Linked DNA regions of Mus musculus: region 2 is linked to region 1. A link is a contact called in public HiChIP or PLAC-seq data. All regions are on one chromosome and are shown on one strand. Each heading gives the region's core, a stretch centred on a gene start, on an enhancer-like site or on the middle of the called end of the contact. The rest is flanking DNA. Distances are from core to core; before and after follow the strand shown.

Region 1 (7,413 bases), core at 1,488-3,987:
GATTACACGTGTCAGGACCCCTGGCCCTTTCTTTTCCAACACTTGCCACATGTGATGTTTCTGCTGGTTGTTTCTAGGTCCTACAGGAGTATCAGACACTTGGCTGTCCTGCCGCTGCCCACCCCAGTGCCTGGTAGGGTGAATGTGAAATGTCTGGTGTTCCTTCAACCCCAACCCCAGGTCAGCTGTGTAGCTCCTCTTCATTTGGAGATAGTCTTCTTAGAGTGCAGAAGATGAACAGCAGCCCTCATGGTTCTTTTTTTTTTCCACATATTTATTTTATGTTATTTTTTTAGATATTTTCTTTATTTACATTTCAAATGCTATCCTGAAAGTTCCCTATACCCTGCCCCCGCCCTGCTCCCCTACCCACCCACTCCCACTTCTTGGCCCTGGCATTCCCCTGTACTGGGGCATATAAAGTTTGCTAGACCAAGGGGCCTCTCTTCCCAATGATGGTTGAGTAGGCCATCTTCTGCTACATATGCAGCTAGAGACATGAGCTCTGGGGTACTGATTAGTTCATATTGTTGTTCCACCTATAGGGTTGCAAACCCCTTCAGCTCTTGGGTACTTTCTCTAACTCCTACATTGGGGGCCTTGTGTTCCATCCTATAGATGACTGTGAGTATCCACTTCTGTATTTTCCAGGCACTGGCAAAGCCTCACAGGAGACAGCCATATCAGGGTCCTTTCAGCAAAATCTTGCTGGTGTATAGAATAGTGTCTGCGTTTGGTGGCTGATTATGGGATGGACCCCTGGGTGGGGCAGTCTCTGGATGGTCCATTCTTTTGTCTCAGCAATACCTCTCCTGGGCATATACCCAGAAGATGCTCCAACATGTTAAGGACACATTCTCTACTATGTTCTTAGCAGCCTTATTTATAATAGCCAGAATCTGGAAAGAACCCAGATGTCCCTCAACAGAGGAATGGATACAGAAAATGTGGTACATTTACACAATGGAGTACTACTCAGCTATTAAAAACAATGAATTTATGAAATTCTTGGGCAAATGGATGTATCTGGAGGATATCATCCTGAGTGAGGTAACCCAATCACAAAAGAAGTCACTTGATATGCACTCACTGATAAGTGGATATTAGCTCAGAAACCTAGAATACCCAAGATACAACTTCCAAAACACAAGAAAATCAAGAAGGAAGACCAACGCGTGGATACTTCATTCCTCCCTAGAATAGGGAATAAAATATCCACGGAAGGAGTTGCAGAGACAAAGTTTGGAGCCCTCGTGGTTCTTAAGGCGAACCGGCAGCTCTCTGGAGGAGCCAGGTCCAGCTCTTTAGGGAAGAAGTCAGAGTTGCTTTCACCCAGCCGACTCTACCTCTACAAACGGGTTGCTAGCACACTTTGGAGAGCTCTGCCTGAACTGAAGTGACCCTCTACTTCCTTGCCCCACTCTTTCAGGAAGCCTTGGTATTTCCAAGAGAGGCCCATCCGGCCAGCCCATTGTTCTCCATCTCATCCTATAGTGTGAAGCTGTTACTGGTGAGGTCTCAACTCCCTAATGAGAAACTGCCCAGAACCTTCTCAGCAAGCCAAACCATGTGCTAGAAAGGGGACAGACGACCAACCAGCCTGTTCAGTAAGAACGAGTATGGTGAGCGTCCTTAAGCGTCTTAAGAATGGCCTGGACTTTATAGGAGACATATTGGTTGCGGCTGGCCCTCAGGGAGCAAGCTTTATGGTAGAATGGATTAGACCAAAAGGTGTTCCTAGGAGACAAAACCTGTAGAAGTCACGAGATGGGTAAACTTAGGGTCTGCCCACTCTGACAATAACAACCTAGAGTGTTTGTTCCTAGAAGAGGCAGCTGAAAGCCACTGTGTGTCAGGGTGGCGCATGTGAACACTTTGCTGCCCTTATAATGCAGGACTAGGTGGACCAGCAAACCGCCTCTTGCGGAGGAAGGGACTTATTACATCTTGGCCTTGTCAGTCTCCAGCAGAACCAATCTTTCCTGCTCTTTGTGCAGTGACACACCTCTCCCAGGAAGGAGTACAGGATTTCCATCATTACCATTGCCCTATTAAAAAAATACGCAAACAAAACAACTAATTACTCTCTGCCGAAAAGGCACATAAACAGGATGAGTCTAAGCTGAACCTGGGATGACCCATTCCGGTAAAGATTAGGAAAGGGACCTCCCCTTCCCCACAGAACACCCGCCTCTGGCTAGGGCTCTGTCACCCTCCGGCAGGGTCTCCAGGCCACTACTTAGGGTGGGAGGTAGGAACTCCCTGCTGCTGATTTTCCGCATCCACCCGTCCTGCCAATTCTCTCCCCGGCTGTCTCCCACGCCTCAGGTGTTTGCTGGCGGTGGGCCTGGAATCCTTTCTTTTTGTCCAGCCCCTTAGGGCAGCCTCCAGCCCGAAACGCACCGCCAACCCGGCCACCGGGAGCAGGGATCCGCGAGCACTCAGGGCGGGAACCGCCCCTGGGGTGAGTGGGGAGTGCGGGCCCCCTTCACCGCGTAACCCCGGCACCCACCCCTCAAGGCGGTGCTGCCCGCGGTGCGCCACGCCCCCGGGGTCCGGAAGGCGTGGCAGCCCGCACCGGGCTTCTGAGAACTTGGAGCCCGGCGGCGCGCGGCTCTGGCCGGGATGCGGCTGCGGTTGCTGCTGCTGCTGCTGCTTCCTGGTTCTCAGCTCACCGAGTGGGGGAGAGCGTGAGCCCGCGGAGGCGGGGGCAGGAGGAACGGGCGGAGGCGGGGGCAGAGACGCCAAAGCTGGAGCTAGCCGGACGGGTCGCTCCTGCTCTCCGGGGAGACTATCTGGCCGGCCCCGGAGAAGGGGCGAGCCCCGCGCGCTCCAGAAGGACGATCGGGAGCCCAGCAGCCCGCCGAGGGCTCGGAGCCCGGCTCCCCTCCTTTCCACCTCAGGAGAAAGGGCGGGAGGGAAGGAGGGGAGGGGAAGATCCCTCCGAGGAGGCGGAATGGCCGGTCGCAGGGGGCTCGGGCGCTGCTTCTTCCCAGAGCTGCCTCCACGCCCGTGGCAGCGGAGAGGACTGCCCTGAGCCCGGGCTCCGGGTTCCCCAGTGCCAGCCAGCGCGGCCCCCTCGGGGCTCCGGCAGCAGCGCCGGCATGTCGTCCGGCACGATGAAGTTCAATGGCTATCTGAGGGTCCGCATCGGAGAGGCTGTAGGGCTGCAGCCCACCCGCTGGTCCCTGCGGCACTCGCTCTTCAAAAAGGGCCACCAGCTGCTGGACCCCTACCTGACGGTGAGCGTAGACCAGGTACGCGTGGGCCAGACCAGCACAAAGCAGAAGACCAACAAACCCACCTACAACGAGGAGTTCTGCGCCAATGTCACCGACGGCGGCCACCTGGAGCTAGCCGTCTTCCACGAGACGCCCCTGGGTTATGACCACTTTGTGGCCAACTGCACGCTGCAGTTCCAGGAGCTGTTGCGCACGGCTGGTACCTCGGACACCTTCGAGGGCTGGGTAAGTAGCGATCGCCTCACTCCTCCATGTCTGCTGGACCTTCCCTCCTTTTAATTTTCGAAACTCGTCAGAGTCCCGCTCCCTCATCGCCCTGCAGGGGAAGGAATTCCCTCTAGACTTCGGTCCTTTCCCAGGTGGCCTGCACTGTTGACGCGACAGCCGTGGGTGTATGCGGGCGCAGGTGGGACTCTGGGAATCCGTCCTCTTTGTGGACCTGGACTTTGCACTTAGGGGAAGCCCAATAGTGATACAGAGTTCCATCCCCCTCCTCCCGGGGTAGGGGGTTTGGGAATCACAACTCTCATATAAAGAAAAGCAGAGAAAGGGCGATATGAAAGGGATATGGTTTGAATCAAGTGCTTCAAACACTTCTTAGGAGAAAGCCATACATTCTCGCGAGTATTATTCATAGTGTTTATGGATGCATGTTGGTTCAGCCACACAGACGTGCACACGTGTTTCAGCATGCACATCCATTACATCCCAGAGGTACAAAAGCTACACTGGCAGGGATCAGAGTGAGTGCATGGCTTTGCACCCTGGCAGAGTTTTGTTTAGCTTTTCCCTTGGGGATTGGGGGCGAGGGTGGAGGCGGGAGTGGTGGGGTGAGAGGTTTAAAACTTCTCTGTTTGCTCTTAAGTTCAGTCAGCCTGGGTGTATGGGTGCTTCCAAACTATTCCTCTGAGAAGAGGTGGCCAAGACACCTTAGGTTTGGGTCTCCTCCCTCTGCGTTGACCTTTAGCTGCCCGCAACTTCTTATATGCTGCTGCCATTCCCATAGTTCCCTGGAGATAGAATTTTTACTGTAAATTTCTCGAGTGCCTCACACAGCGCCAGAACGCCCATATGTCTTAATCCTCACGCTGTCTTTGTGATGCCGGGGTTATTGTGCTCACTCTGAGACACTGAAATGATAATTACAACGAAGTGGTCTGGCAAAGTGTAGTGTGTGGTAAAGACTCTAGAGTTTAATAATGGTCTCAGTTCTGGCAGGAGTGGGCTTGGAACCCGAGGTGAATCGCTATTCAGAATCTGTTTGAAATTCACAAGTGGCAGAACCAGATGGACAGTGACAAAGATTCATGGATATATGTATTTTATACTTTGAAGTGTTGTTAATTTCACCATATATTCTGAAATAGTACAGAAGGCTTGTAAAAATTCACCTTTTAAATAGAAATTAAAAAAAAAAAACCAAACCCATGACTCAAATTATGGGGTTAATTTCACCTTGGCCTTTCTTCTTCTTCTTCTTCTTCTTCTTCTTCTTCTTCTTCTTCTTCTTCTTCTTCTTCTTCTTCTTCTTCTTCTTCTTCTTCTTCTTCTTCTTCTCCTCCTCCTCCTCCTCCTCCTCCTCCTCCTCCTCCTCCTCCTCCTCTTCTTCTTCTTTCTTCTTCTTCTTCTTCTTCTTCTTCTTCTTCTTCTTCTTCTTCTTCTTCTTCTTCTTCTCCTTCTTTGGAATTTAGTAATGGGCTAGATGGAAACTGATTAAATAAAGTTAAAAGTTAACTTTGTTGTTGGTTTGAGACAGAGTCTCACACAGTAGCCCAGGCTGACTTGATCTTGGGACAAACCTTTTACCTCAGTTTCCCTGAATAAGTTTACATGTCTGTCTGTGAATTTCCAGACATGGAATTGAACTGAGCAAGTGAATTCTGAGTTAGTGTTTGGTTAGGAGTTAGGCTGGGCAAATCTCTAGAGGAATTAGGTACTGGAGTGTGGTGGTACAGGATGGTCATCAGCCATGATAAACATGTCCTGCTGGAGACAGTCTAGATTAGCTTGAAGATTTGAATTCCGTGGGAGCTTTTAAACACCTCTACTTTTAAATAAACTAGAGAGGAGCCTCTGGGCGTGGGCCTCCAGCATCAGTACTTAGAGACTTCCTAGCTGACAGAAAAAAGTTAGGTTTGAGAACATGAGCATAAAGGAAGACCTAGACGTGAGGCTATGATAAAAGAGAGCTATGAGTAGGGTTAGCTAGGCAGGGCATGGAGCTGTTTATTGTTGCAGGAGATGAATGAAGATTTAAATGGGAACTAAAGTTCAAAGATCTATATTGCTTAACATTCTGCCTAGATGTTAATGGGGCCCACTAGGGGCATTTTGGGAAATTTAATGGTAGAATAGGACCAGCATTTAAATGATGCCGGTGATTCCTCATGAATTTGTATATTCATTTAGATGGTATGTATGTCTGTCAGTGTGTGTGTGTGTGTGTGTGTGTGTGTGTGTGGCTGTGTTTTGAAACCGAGGATAGTATGACTAGAATGTTTTCTTGTTAAGAATACTCTTCAAAATTATCTTTTACAGACTGTAGAAATGCATTTGTGTATCAAATTCAAATGCATAATTTGTTCACAGTTCAAGTGGAAGAGTAAAGATTATTCTGGTTGTAGTGGAACTACAAATTGCTGACCTAAAAAAAAAAAAAAATCCAGCAACTGCTGGAGCCTAAGAAAGGGATGTAACCATGAGTTCATTATAAAGCAGCCTTTTTATTCTCATTAGAATAGACTCTGAACCTCTCTATGCTTCATTGCCCCAGATACTTTCCAAGTATGAAGATGGTAACCAGTTATTCTGGATTTAATATGAGTTTGTTGGTGTTCTGTGGTGGGAGAAAGGCAAAGAGCTATTTTAGCAAAATGTATATCTGGTGCCAAATCCAGCATCTTACATTTTTATTAATTGTACACCCACTTTATTCAGTATATACAAGATAAATGAATGGGATGCAGGTAAATTTTTTTTTCTTTAATGGAAACGGATCATACCAGACACCGAAATTGGTAAGACCTCAAGTTGAAGATTTGTGTTTTCACCTTGAACCTGAAGAGCAAATGGAGCCAAGAATAAGGACGTTTGTAAAGATACCAGAACTTGGCCAAGTAGACAACAGGAACTCCACACAAACGAAAAGCCAAGTCTTTCCATTTTTCAATTGATAAGCCTCAAAACTTGAATGCCGGTCATAAGAGGGAACTCGATGCAGGTTACCTACGCTTGTAATAAGAGCGAGAATAGGGCTGTAAAGCCTACCTACAGTACAAAGGGGATGCGGGTGTGTTACAAACGATGTTATGCCAGTGAGCTCTGTGTCTCAGACAAAATGCACACATAGCTCGAAAAGACAGAAGCTGCCCAATTCTCCTCAAGTAACTTAAGTAGTTTTATGATCGTTAAACTAATTGAGTTTATAGTTAGAAGTCTTCACCAATACAACTCACTGTCCCAGATGGCTTTAGTGATGACTTATATACTTAAAAGATGAGTTATTACTTGCTTTGCACAGATTCTTTCAGAAAATAGAAGGCAACGAAACAGATTACTTCATTATTTAAAATAATACCAAAACACAACAAAGATATTACAAAGCATGACAAAAATACCTGTAGGCAGGTATCATCCTTCATGATGTAAAAAGCTTTGAATTTTAGTCAGTTAAATACAACACCCTAGCAAGTGGAGAGTATCCCATAACCAAGTGAGGGCTGTATCCGGGACTCTAAGGCAGATTTAATGTTTGTAGAGCTGCTAGCGCACACTTCTTGTGGATAGGGTCAAAATAAAGGCTTCTATGACCACCTCAATAGATAAATCAAAAGCATTTGAGAAAATGAACAATCCACCCAGGATAAAGTTTCTGAGCAAGCTGGAAACAGAGAGAATCTTCTTAGCGTAGAGGCCGTCTATGCTAATCTGCAGGAACATCTTGGTGACAGAGTGAGTGATACTCTGCTGTGATCAGGCACAAGGCAAACGTGCTGCTCCCTCTACTTCCACACTGTCCAAGAGTGCAATAAGGAAGTTTCAGGAAACAAAATGCTCGTAGACCATAGAAGAAGAAGAAGTAAAACCATCTTTACAGAAAAAAAAGGAAGACCAACAATCAAGTTTAGCTGGTTTGCAGGATCCAAACTAATATCTAGTGTACAAAAATCAA
Region 2 (7,413 bases), core at 3,461-5,960, 63 kb after region 1:
CCCAAGGAGCTTAAGGGGTTTGCAACCCTATAGGTGGAACAACAATATGAACTAATCAGTACTATTACATTTAAAAGTGAAGACTCTGACTTGGGTCAGAGACTTAAGTCTCCAGACTACTAGAGGAATATAAGAGGGGGAATGCTTCAGGACAATTTTCTGGGCAGAGGTTTTGTAGGAGACACACATATCAAAATCACATCCAACAAAAGTGGAAATTGACAAACAGGGTTACACCAAACTGAAAAGCCAGTGAATTGCAAAGGAGACAGATCATGAAGAGGGCCCACAGACTAGGAGATGAGATACAGAATTTATAAGAAACCCAAAGATTTTATCTGACTCTAAAAGGGGCCCATGACCTGTGTATGTCTTTTCAAAGGAGACTGTGTGAATGGCCAGAATGCAGAATGCTGTTACAGAGGACATGCCAATCAAAGCTACAGCCTTGATAAACATCATCTCTCTATAGTAAGAATGGTTATGATAAAAAAAAATTCTGGTGAGATTATGGAGAAAAGGGAGATTCTTGTCATTATATGTTTTCCCAATCTGAATGTTTCGTATGAATGGAATCATAAGAGATGTGTGGTCTTTTACAATTAGTTTCCTGCTTTCATGATCCATCTCACTACTGACAGCTCATGTCTGGCCTCTGTCAATGGACTTTTAGCTCTTTTTACTGTTGTCTGAGGATGTGTTTAAAAAAAAAGTTAAAAGTACCACATGCCTTCCACACTTCTAACCCTTTAATGGTTACATCCCCTTCCTTGATTATGGTCTAGATTCCTTGGTATAGCACACAGCCATGGACTCTATGCCTCCTTCCAGCTTTCAGTCTTTGCCAGCCCACAACACCAAACACATACAATTTCAACCACCCATTAAAAATTCTAGCACGTTCTTTCTAACAAATGGTACCAAGGCACCCGAATCTGTAAAGTTGGACTCCTTCATCAGAAGTTGTGTAAATACTAATTTACAATGGACCAAGACCTAAATTTAAAAGATAAAAATCATAAAACTCCTAGAAGAATTTCAGTAATGACCCTCGCAGCAATATACAACCACATTGATATAATTATAACATGACTGTTATAGGAGCAATCAATCGCTTTTTAAAAATTGGATTTAAGACCCTCTTCAAGAAATGGAACTCATACTTGACATTATCAATGAAGCCAATAATCCATGGCTAGATAAGTCATGGGCTTTAAGAGAAAACCTACCATTGTCACCCTGCTAAATGGACATAACCATAAATGACTCCCAGTGAATCATTGCTATACCAGTAGATCACTGCATCAATTAACCCTCACCAGAGAAGTTTATTCCTGCTGCAGATGGCCTGTCTTAAAGTATTATTCATCAGTAGATCAGAGAATGAGAGATGGGAGGGGAAGGGCTGGATACAGGGTGAACATCAGAAGGGTGACTTCATGGTGAGGGTTGTTGGGTTTTCCTGTGGGCTGCTGGATGAATGACGGCGTAAGGGATGGAAGAAAGTGGATCCTGAAATGCAAATGTTCACAGAAAGGCATCTATAGGTTTTGGGGGAAAGATCTGTGTTGTGACATAGGAACTAAATCTGACACTGCATCTCATCTTCAGCCCACCCCTTATTGGAGGTGCATTATCTTCTCATTTTCTGTTCCATCCCAAAAGTTTAACATCTCAGGAAATCATGGGTCTGAATCTTCCAATGGAATGAAAAGAGGATTGAAGAACAGCAAGGTGGACAGATAGAGGATGGATGCTAGCTAGCTAGATAAACAGGGAAACAGAGACAAGCAGAGACAGAGAGCATGAGTGACTGCATTCTAGGAGCCTGAGAAAGCTGGAGAAGAATGGGGAGGGCCATGGAAGAGTGATGTCCAGCAGCAGTGGTCCTGAGATGGGGTGGGGAAGGAAACTGCCAATAAGATAAAAATGCTACAGAGAAATCAGCTGGGATGAACACACTTGTCTTTGGGTGATGGAAATGGACCAGTCCTTGGATTTGACGGGAGGCTGAGATGAATCTGAAGCAGAAATCAGATTATAGGAGATAGCATACACAAGGGATGTGTAGTTGAATTTTTGGTTTATTCTCTTTTTATTATTATATGCGTCAGAGTGTTGTGTATGAGTGATAGAACATCCTGTTCAGCATCGCTGAATAATGAAGGAGGAGTTTATGAGCTTGAATAATTGAAAGCACGAGGCTAGAGCATGGCAGGGGTTGCAAGTTGAAATGGTATCATAAAATCTTGGTCTTTTCTGTTTGTCCACTTTCGCATGCTTTTTACCTCATCCTTTAGTTTTGTGAGACATCAAGGGTGCCAGATACTTCAAGTTGACATCCTAGCATGAAGCTAAGCAGAAGTGAGACCGTGTCTCTTTCTTGCAGATCTAAGAATTCCTAATTGTATCTACTTAGACTTTATGCTTAAACTTGAATTAGCAGTGACCAAGAGGAGAGAGTTCCATTGTGCTGATAGCCAGGATACAGGGACAGTGTCAGTTCTAGGCTGATGTATTAGTTGCATGTTGCTGTGTTACATACTTGACAGAGGCAACTTCAGGAAGGAAGGGGTTTCTTACGTTCAGAGTTTGGGGGTGCAGCCCATGGTGGTGGGGAAGGCACGACAGCCAGAACTTGAGGCAGCCTGTTCCATCATATCTGCAGTCATGAGGTAGAAAGTGTTGAACATTGGTTCTCAATTTCCTTTCTCCTCTTTCTTTGGTGCAGGACATCAGCCAACTTAATGGTGTTGCCCACATTTATGGTGGCTCTTCTCAGCTCAGTTAACTTAGTCTAGATATTTATTGCTCCATAGGCTTGTTCTCTTTAGTGATTCTCAATTCTGTCAAGGTGGCATTGCTAAACATCACAGTCCATCAATCCGGGTGTAGGGACTTGTGCTTTGATTGATTAATCCTTGGTCATATGTGCAACCTGTAATTTGGGTGGGGGTCCCAGCTGAATGTTTGGACCAAAGATCAAGAGCTGCTCTAGGTGTTGCAGTATGTATCATGGTCTAGAGAGACAGTTTCCATTAAAGCTGTGGTGGACAGAGCTAGAGTCAGTGAGTGGAAATTATTGATCTCAGTACATCTCTGCTCTGAGAGAAAGAGCTTCCTGTGGAGTAGTGTAATAAAGCGGGCCTGTTGTTGATGTAGGCAGTCAGCTAGCAGTGGGGACATCAAAGCAAACACCAGGAATTAAGTGACAACAGCCCATCTTGTCTTTCCAGGTCTATGATCTCACATGTCTCTATAACACAGTAAAGAAAGCATCTTTATCCTGAAGAAGAGGGGGAGGAAAGGGCTGTAGGAGACAGAGGGGCTAAGGACACCACAAGAAAACCCATAGAATCAACTAACCTGGGCTCATAGGGTCCCAGAGAGCATGCATGGGATTGACCTAGGCCTCTTTGCACATACTTAACAATTGTGCAGATTGGTCGTCATGTGGGACTCCTCACAGCAGGAGCCGGGGCTGTCTCTGAATCTGCTGTCTGCCTTTGGGATCCGTTCCCTACTGGGTTGCCTCTTCTGGCCTCAGTAGGAGACAATGCATCTAGTCTTACTGCAGTTTGATTTGCCAAGGCAGGTTGATACCCATGGGAGGCCTCCCCTTGTCTGAAGAGAAAGAGAAGAGGAGTGGACAGGGGGGTGGGGAGAGGAGGACTGGGAGGGGAGGAGGGAGAGGGAACTGTGGTTGAGATACAAAGTAAATCAGTAAATTAATTTAAAACGAATGCACCTTTACATTGAAATCTTACATGCATATAAAAATGCAAACCAAAACATCATGAAACTGGGGCTTGGGAGGGTAGCTTAATCAGTTAAGTACCTACCTGTCTCACGAATATGAGGCCCTGAGTTTGATCCTCAGCGCCCCATAAAAATTGGCGCATCTGTAGTGGGCAGACAGGTAGGTCTTAGAGCTCAGGTATGAGCTCCATGTCTCAAATAATAAGGTAGAGAGCAGGAAGGCTCCCCATGTTGGTCTCTGACCTGCATATCTACATGTATGCATGTGTGTCCATATGCACATGCGTGCACACAAAGGAACATGTATACACAAAGTTTTACAAAACAGTACTCTTCTTTAACACTTGTGTTTATACTTTCTGTCCTGTTTGATTTTATTTAAAAAGTCCCTTGCAATATACAATCCATTTACTTGTTTTTCCCATACCTGTGATTAAGTCTTGGCTTAACAATTTGAAACCTCATACTTAGGTCCCCTGTCTTAGCACATCTGCTTCCCACGGACAAAGCTTGAAGATGGGGCTTGAATCTGGCCTCTCATGATGCCCATCATGCTAGAGAATGAGGAGGAGGCAAGCCTATTCAATGTGTGTAAGCACCTGATTCTGGGTGGTATGGTTTCCTGACATCTGTCAGAGAGCTCCTAGCCCATTGAGATGAGGTACTCATCTTTGTGGGCCCTCTGGGCATTGTTGGCAAAGGCTCACTTGCTGGTTGTGGGTGTAGGATGGCAGAGGTAGCCTGGTAGTCTGTCTGTCTGCAGGCTATCAGTGGCTGTAGCAGCACTAGCAGCAGTTTGTGCTGTGAGGTTGAGTGTGAGTTCTTTGTCAGGCCTCTTTGCTGAAAGTGAGGGAGTGGCTTTTAAAAATAACATCTTTTTGACTTGAAACAAGTCAAGGCAGAGAGAGGAGACAATTAGACACTGACATCCTGTTTAGTCATCTCTCCAGAGAGACTATTTTCAGAACCACTCAATAGAGGTTCACAAGTGCCGTCAAGGTAGGTGACATGACATTGTAAGTTAGCGTTCATCATGAGACACCAGCAGGTTAAGTTGAGCATGGGGGTGATGTATGAGGTGGGCTTCTTACTGGACACAGATTCTGTGCAGAGAAAGGCAGAGTTTAAGAACTGGCTGCCACAATAGAGAGGTAAAGACTTCAGAGAGTACAAAGCACATTGCATTATGAAAGGTGTCTGACTGGAGCGTGATCTAAGAATAAAATATATATGGTAGTGAAGTAAGAGAAAGACCAGGCCACCTTGAGGGATCTGTGTTTACTTGTAGGTACAGTAAAAGCAATAGGTAGCACTGTTAAGTTCTCTGATGGCAGCCAGGCCAGAAATGCCTCATGCTGTTCCCCCCAAAGTCTCAGAGAACAGGGAGGCTCTGGGGGTGGAGGACTGGGGCCACTCCAGAGCCACCTTCAGTAGAGTCATGCAGTCCTTCAGTGCAGGGGTCCTCTGTTGTAGCATGAGATTTGCAGCTTATTTAAAGTTCTATTCTGCCCCATAAGTCATACTTAGCTACACTTAGTCTATACTTAAATGGGCTTACTGTAGGTGAAAGGTCAGAGTCAGGAATGGAGCCGTGAGCTGAATCTGAAAGATCTATTTGAGGACATTCATAAATGCATGCATTTAAATCCACAAGCATCTCATGTTGCAGGATTTTGAAATGTGGGTGGACAGAGAGGTTAGAATATGCCAGCTCAGGTATCTGGGGATGCTGCAGTTCCATTCTGGGTACCCTGCTGTATGAGGGTCTTTAGAGTACATGTCTTGATGCCTCAGCTGATAGCTAACTTCAATGGCTGTTGAGCAGTTAAGAGTAACTAATCCTTGTCATGGACTAGACGGGTATCAAAAGACGGAGACTCTGTACAATTGACTCCATGAAACTAGGCCTTTGAAGTTGAATGGGCCAATGCATTGACATTGCTCCTCCAGCCCACTTACTTGCCATGTAGTTTAGTTACGTGAGGCTCCCACTAGATAAGCAATACGGTGGCTCCAAAGCATGAAGCAAATATGTGCTTGCTTTTGCCTCACATCAAGTAAGGTAAAGGAGGGAGAGAAGGCAATTCAAGAGGAAGGGCGTTCTGAGTACGTAGTTTCCAAGCTTGACCGTTTGTTCCTCAAGATTTCGCTTATTTCTTTGTCTCTACTGTACAGTGAAACACATTTGGATTTGTGTGGCTGTGATTTATGCATTTAGGCCATCTCGTAAAGAATTATTCAAGAGTCACAAAAAGTAATTCAATATTAAAATATAATGTGCTTCTCTCTCTTTCTAGGTGGATCTGGAGCCTGAGGGGAAAGTGTTTGTGGTAATAACCCTAACAGGGAGTTTCACTGAAGGTAAGAGCAAGTTGTGAGTGGTTTCTGGTGTGTGTGTGTGTGTGTGTGTGTAGTTTTGGCACATGATTAAGAGGAATGTCTATCGATGGAAATTATAACAGGAGCATTTCCTGAAAGATGCTTTAAAACCACAGTGTAAATTGAGCTGAGTGAGCTCTGTGGCCCGGCAGGCTACTGGTTCAGATCCACAAGTTAGCGTCTATTGTGGATCGGTTAATTTTGTTATCATGTCCACTGCGGCTCGGTTCTTACCCGTTGTCATCCTAGCTAAACTGCTGGATCGTTTTCTTTCTTTGGAGTCACACTTGTTGTATTGTACTCTAGCGTCTTGTGCTAGGCTTTTGGTTTGCCCCCAAAAGAAATTTGCGATTCGCGTTCTCTTTTTCATAATCTCCACTTTATTCTTATCCTTTAACCAATTCTGTGCTTTAGTATTCGGCAGACAGCTACTAAACTGTCCCCCACAAACCAAAAGCCATTTTTTAAAAAAATCGAGGCAAAAAATTATACATGGTGAAACGAAAGATCAAATGTGAATAACTTGAATTTCAGCAAATAAGCCAATGACTCAGCTCTGCAGTCCAGTTCTTCAGAAGGTTCTCTGTCTGTGCTTCCTGTTGGTCACCCCTGTGGCCCAAGGCAAGACGTATAATACAGTCTCATTCCCATGAAGTATTTCTGCCCATTCTAGAAGTTTGTGTAAATGGAATTTTATAGTGTGTTTTTTTGGGGGGTCTAGTGTCTTTTTCTTAGCATCATTTCTTATGGATTCATTCATCATTGTATCTCAGTATTTCATCTTTATTGTCAATCGTATTCCATGTCACTCTGCCATGGAGACAACCGCAAACCCCCCAGTTAGATGGAATTGCCTTTAATACAGCTTACGGAAGTTCTTATGCCTTATGAATGGAGGGCCTTTGTGAAAATGCAAACGACAACTGTTTGTCTCAGTTTCCTCTCTGCTTGCCCCCTTTTCCTTCCTCCTGGAAACTGAAGTGACGTTGGGGTCTTGTGTGTACTCTGCAAGTGTTCTACACCCAGCTCTTGCATAGCCCCTTCCCCATCTTCTCTTTTTGAGATGGGATCTTACTGAGTGTCCAGGTAAACCTTTAAACTTATCTTCCTTTCTGCCTCAACCTGCCGAGCTTTTAATTTAGCCATTTTTTTTAATTTAGGAGATTTTATTTACAATAAAGCCCAGTGTGTCAGCATCATCTTCCATACTTTGAGCATTTTGTGTCTTCTTTATGAGGTCTATCATGGAGGGTCACAGAGATTTGTTTTGTTTTG

What was found. HiChIP or PLAC-seq counts read pairs in DNA pulled down with a chosen protein or histone mark.
Region 2: a contact with region 1 is called in an H3K27ac HiChIP or PLAC-seq map of CD8 T cells, with 10 times the contacts expected there. The contact joins the enhancer-like site here to the promoter of Prkch in region 1. A contact is called at or near these places in 1 of 15 datasets of contacts at CTCF or cohesin (CD8 T cells), 19 of 484 Hi-C or Micro-C datasets (CD4 T cells, CD8 T cells, the HPC-7 cell line and 9 more), 18 of 115 datasets of contacts at active chromatin or transcription factors (the 230-238 cell line, CD8 T cells, the SCID.adh cell line and 12 more) and 2 of 9 other capture datasets (adipose tissue and liver).

The regions. Positions count from the first base shown.
Region 1 is chr12:73,582,059-73,589,471 of GRCm38.p6, forward strand. Prkch (protein kinase C, eta) reads left to right here and starts at 2,738. Exons shown (of 14, transcript NM_008856.4): 1 at 2,738-3,467. The coding sequence starts at 3,105. It overlaps LOC115488016 (collagen alpha-1(I) chain-like), which reads left to right and starts at 1,620. Exons shown (of 3, transcript XM_030247047.1): 1 at 1,620-1,709; 2 at 2,153-2,251; 3 at 2,372-3,077. The coding sequence starts at 1,620. The coding sequence ends at 3,037.
Region 2 is chr12:73,643,236-73,650,648 of GRCm38.p6, forward strand. Prkch (protein kinase C, eta) reads left to right here. Exons shown (of 14, transcript NM_008856.4): 2 at 6,057-6,120. Among named protein-coding and RNA genes, the nearest start is that of Prkch, 62 kb to the left of the region's middle. Within about 2 kb of position 4,711, at least 28 of the 459 cell types and tissues checked have an H3K27ac peak or open chromatin away from gene starts, as enhancers often do. A contact at or near this core is called in the 230-238 cell line, CD8 T cells, Th17 cells and 5 more, where this site is marked.